2 separate regions of the Hordeum vulgare genome follow, and region 1 is linked to region 2. A link is a contact called in public Hi-C data. All regions are on one chromosome and are shown on one strand. The core of a region is the stretch at or near the end of the contact, and the rest is flanking DNA. Distances in the headings are between cores, read along the strand shown. Region 1 holds the start of LOC123402408 (cationic amino acid transporter 9, chloroplastic). Region 2 holds the start of LOC123402906 (ceramide kinase).

The links. Hi-C and Micro-C count contacts between places; a contact is called where the count stands out from the background.
Region 1: a contact with region 2 is called in a Hi-C map of leaf, with 5 times the contacts expected there. The contact joins the promoter of LOC123402408 here to the promoter of LOC123402906 in region 2. A contact is called at or near these places in 2 of 6 Hi-C or Micro-C datasets (leaf and seedling) and 1 of 1 datasets of contacts at active chromatin or transcription factors (embryo).

What each region holds. Positions count from the first base shown.
Region 1 is chr6H:411,108,121-411,110,820 of MorexV3_pseudomolecules_assembly, forward strand. It overlaps LOC123402408 (cationic amino acid transporter 9, chloroplastic), which reads right to left and starts at 1,263. Exons shown (of 8, transcript XM_045096332.1): 1 at 866-1,263; 2 at 1-351. The coding sequence starts at 1,214.
Region 2 is chr6H:410,673,202-410,675,901 of MorexV3_pseudomolecules_assembly, forward strand. It overlaps LOC123402906 (ceramide kinase), which reads left to right and starts at 1,323. Exons shown (of 13, transcript XM_045096872.1): 1 at 1,323-1,563; 2 at 2,509-2,667. The coding sequence starts at 1,468.

The DNA of each region.
Region 1 (2,700 bases), core at 13-2,512, 430 kb after region 2:
TCACGGTTAGGATGACAAGAAGGATTGGAGCCAATATGTTAACTGAAACAACACCACCAAAAAACTCTTCTCCATGCCCAATCCAACTTGGAACATTGCCTTTCACGGACGGAATCAGCTCCAAGAATTGGATAAAATAGCTCGCTAAGCTACGAGCAATGCTTGCTGCCCCAATATGGTAATCAAGCATCAACTGAGTGAAAACCAAGAAGGCCGTGAGTTCATTAAACGCTGCATATGTGTACAAGTATGCTCCACCGACCACAGCAGGAAAACGAGATGCCAGTTCAGCATAGCACAATGCATTGAGCACACACGCAGCTCCAGCGAGAGCAAAACTGATTGTAACACCTGTTTGAAGCAAACGTGTTATTTGAGCAGAAATAAACAAGGAAACAAACTTTAGAGAAGCAGCTGAAATATCAAAGTAAATAATGATAACAACCAAACGATACTGAGCAACAGCAACCTACTCGATGATAGAAAAACTAGGTATTCAGATTTATTATTGGAGAACATGGATCAGAATGTTTGAGCTCACAAAGCTCGTGAATTAAAGGGCTAATAAATTTGATGCCAATATTTGGCATGCCAATGGTTGGCAAGTCAAAAGAATTGGTTACCAATTGGTTGTTGGCAATTTCTAAAAAAGTTGTCAATTTTAGCAAGTTTTGGTTTTGCCAAACGTTGGCATCAAACCAATGTAGCCTCTATCTTACTAAGATCGTTGATGCTACTGTAAGCCAAACTAACAAGCAGCTGCCACTGTTGCAAAACTGCAGTCCGTTGACCTAGTAGTAGTGTGCAGTGTCTACTATTGATTCCAATGAGGAACAGATCAACAGAGGTGCAAGGGGCTAATAACCTGGGCCGGCGTCGCGGGCGACGGTCCCGGTGATGACGAAGATGCCGGCGCCGATGGACGCGCCGATCCCGAGGAGCACGAGCTCGAGGACGCCGAGCTGCCGCACGAGGCCCTCGCCGGAGGCGGCGGCAGAAGCGCGCGCGGAGATGGGCTTGCGGCGGAGCGCGGCGGCGCAGAGGCCGGAGAGGAAGGGGCGGCCGGACGAGGAGGAGGAAGAGGGCCTGTGGTGTGCGTCTTCTCCCTCCATGGCGTCTGCGGTGGTGGCGTGGAGCGACTGGCGTCGAGTACTGGGCCTTCGAGCAGTCGTCCGCGCCCAGACCGGGAGGAGTGACGTCGGCCCTTGCGTCATGGATAGGCGTGGCCCCGACTGCGCGGGGATTGGTCGGGAACTCGGGATCGAGTGAAGAAGAGAAGTACTCCCTCTGCCAATATATAATATATTAAACAAAATTATATTATTAGAAAATAGAACATCTAAAGTTTTGTAATGATATTTTTTTTATTACATATATTTTCATTAAGTTGATTAAATTGATAACCTAAATACATGTGTCAGACAGTAGCGTAGCCAGACCAGTGTGTCAGGGTGGTCCAATAATATAAATATTTATATACATTTATTTATTTTCAAAGAAATATATTTTTAACTACACTATATAGATGCTTTAGGGAAATTCCAGGGGGTCCATGGACCACCCTGTCCACCCCCTAGCTACGCCACTCGTGTCAAATTTATAAACTAAGACACATGGAGTACCCCAATCCGTAGAATTGATTTTAACCCGCCCAGCTGGTGCGTCTTGGATCTTATGCCCCTTTGTTGGCTTGGCGTCCTGTAAAATTTGAGCCTCGAGATCTGTGCTGGGGTTAAAATCTGGTGTTGGTGTGATCAGTCAATAAGAATGTATGTATTTTTATTGATGTCTTGTAAATTATGTTCTATTTTTTATAAAAATAACGTACTCTTAAAATAATAAAGAACTATCTCAATTAGGCTTCGTATTTCTTGTTTTTTGGGCTAATTGTTACAGCATAGCAACAAAAGGATATATGTCGTGTGTACTTGTTTGGAAAAACGTTAGGACAATTCCAACACGCGTCGACCAATTTGTTCGTGCATGTCCGTTTGGGTTAAAATGGACACAAAAGTCGGTTCAACGCGTCATTTGAAATGGACACACGTTCGCTTTTTGTCCATCTGCCAACCTATTGTCGGTTCAAATTTGAGCCTCATTTGCGTCGGCGTGGATACGAGGCGGACGCGCGCGACGCTCGCCTACTCCTCTCCCTAGCCCACTAGTCAGTGGCACATAGGTCATCTCTTTCTCCCCCGTCGACAGCGAGCCCCCGCCATGCCCCCTCGTCGCCGTCGCCTAGTTTTGGTGCCCTCGCCAGCAGTCCACGCCCACATACCTTCCCTGCAGCATGCCACCTTCCCATGTCGCCGCCGCCACCACCTCCTTGTCGGGCCACCGGACCTTCTTTCCTGACGTCGTCACGAGCATCACCTCGCATCGCGCCCTCAGCCAGCTCCTTCGAAAACTCTGCGACGCTCGTCGGACGGCGCTAGGACAGCTACGTGGTCCAGGGGAGGCGAGTGTCTCTTCGCCGGCCAGTTTCTTCGACGACGCCCGCAAGTTGTTCGATGGTTTGCCCCAAAGGTACAAATGGACTCCGTCGACGAGTTCTTTTTCCACAATTTTCTATGCGGCTCTGATGATTCCTCATCCGACGATGAGGAGATGGTGGTTGTTGTGTTGGCCATTCATGACCACCTTAGTAGGCACGGCCGTTGTTCCGAGAATTGATCTTGGGGCACACTCATGCGTTGAATC
Region 2 (2,700 bases), core at 73-2,572:
GAAGATAAGTGGCAAAACATATGAGGTGTCATGCGTTGAAATAAATCAGGTGGACCTATCGAAGTCTTGAGCCATATTGAGTTAGAGAATTTACAATCGTGGTGGGCTAATTGGGCCCCTCAAATGCTGCAGACGCGTGCGTGGACGCTGATCGGTCAAATCTCAAATTTCCTTTCTCACAATCGGATACCTCAATTGGCATATCTCGAATCCACACAAACTCATGCAACTATGTAAATTATGCATACACATCGTCCCACTACTACATCATAATGGGAATATTAAAATTTGGCATGTTTGCTTATGATGGAGAATATCATCCATGGCTGCCTTTGCCCTTCCCAACACCATTTGCATCCTTTTCGCGGAAATACCGGTTGAAGACGCACTAGGAATCGAGCCGGATCTACTCATCGCCGGAGCTGTCGGACCCATCGTTGGCCTCCTTCTTCTCCTTGGGTGGCAGTCCGACCATGTCACGGACCACCCGATTCTACTCTCGGGGCGAGGGCGCTCGTGTGCCTCTGTTGCCGCTTCTTTACAATGCGGGCGCAGATGGCTTCCTCCTCTGCTGCCGCCCGCACCGCCGCATCGGCCGCCTCCGTCGCGACCATGTCAACAGCGAGGCGGGCCTCGGCCACCCTCATCGTCTCCTTCTCACGACGGGCACATCGGCCCCGGTGATGAGGAAGGGGAGATTTGAAGGCTCCCGGGACCGCGATGATCTAGGCCCGAAGGATTCGAGCGCTCGATGTGTCGATACTATGAGTTGCGCGGGATAGATCCTGTCGTTGGTCGGGTGCTACCCTCCCGGGAGCGGCGGAGTGCAACCCGGACCGTCATTGCTTCATCCAACCCGCACGGGACCGTGCCGATGGATCCGGGCTGGTCAAAGTCAGATCCGCTGCCCGCCATTCTGGAGAAGGCCGAAGATTGCGGGACAGGAGCTTGGATGTTGGAGGGGAGTGGAGGGAGTGGAGTGAAGTGAAGTGGCTAGGGTTTGGTACGGAAAAGGGATGATGACGAATATATGTGGGATCAATGGGATAGCACGGGCCGGGTCCGACGTGGCGAACGCGTTCACACGCTCCATATTCACCCCGTTTTTAGGCTGAATATGAAAGGCGTTGGTTAGACGACCATTTAAAATCCGTTTGGGACATCTGAAAGTATTTTTATAATCGATTAATGACTGGACAGTTCCATCGTGTGGCTTGATGCGGGTTTGGGACCTCCCACTGTAGATGCTTTTAGAGAGTCTGTATTTTTTTTCCTGTCGTGTTGTAATGCTTCTCGAAAAAGTAAACGAGGACGAAGCGTCCGCCAGTTTCCGGTCAGGAGCGTGCTTCGAGAGGAAACCACCAGCACGGACCAGATCTAAAGACCAGATCAATCGCACGCGCACGGAAAAAATAGAGCGAACGACACGGTCGAGCTCAACAACGGCAACAGAAGAGAGGGGAGACCATGCAGGCCGACGGCGAGGTGCTGTTCCTGGGCGGCGTCGGAGAGGTCACCGTCACCCTCGGCCACGACGGCCTCTCCTTCCTCCCTCTCCACCCGGTACGCCTCTGACTCTCACTCAGGCTGGCCTCCCGCCCGCCTCTGACTCTGACTCTGACTGAGGCTGGCCTCCCGCCCGCCTCTGCTCGCCGATGCTATTATCAGATTAAATTCGTTTTCTAGCACTCACTGTACTTTGAAAGAACTTTGCGTTTTCTTGGTCGAATTGTACGGCGGACTGTAGATTTGCAGCTTCCGGGGTTGAATCCAAGAGTTGGGTGGCGGATAGGTACACGGATAATGGCGTAAGTAGTTGCGGATTTATAAAGAAGCGTGGATTAGGTGCATAGACTAGTCATTACAAACGTGGTTACAAGCTGTGGGAGTATAGGATCACGGCCTCGGACAATATTGAAGTTCGAGCATTTGTGGTGATGGAGGAGGATGGTCGCCACTAGCCACTGGCCAGCTGAACCCCTTGCAAATGGGGGAAATGTACTCTACTTCCTGAGTTCCAAAATAAGTGTCATGGTTTTAGTTCAAACTTACTCCCTCCGTCCGGAATTACTTGTCATCAAAATGGAAAGAAATGAATATATCTAGAACTAAAATATATCTAGATACATCCATTCCTATGACAAGTAATTCCGGATGAAGGGAGTATTCTGGAACCGTGGGAGTATTATTTGAAGTACCCAAACCAGAAACTAAGAATCCTCCTGTGCGTCTGTGAATCTAACTTTTTGCGAATCAGAACCTCAACCTTAGTTCTCCTCTTCAAGAAAGTGATCCAGCTGGCGTGCAAAGCCAAATCTATTTGAATATGACATTTTAGTATTTTGCATGCATCTAGTTCTGTCAACAAGGATAAGTGTTCCAATTTTTCTTGTGGCTCGAGGATTACGTTCTTGAGTTTTAAATGATAAGTACATGCAGGAGGATATTGTCTTGCGTCTTTGTGGTCTGACTGTGGCTCCAGTTCGCTCATCATGCTACATTTTGCAGGAATTGGGTTCTTCATGTTGGTCATCTATCGGACTACTACCAAAATTGGAGAACAAAATCAAGTTTTTGGATGTTTATGCTGTGGAGCTTCTTGATGAAGGTCCTGTATGTGGACCTTGGAATACAAGAATTGTCGTCCAAGGCAAGAAAAATACTGAGGTTATAGCATTCCTTCTAGTTATTTTACAGAGT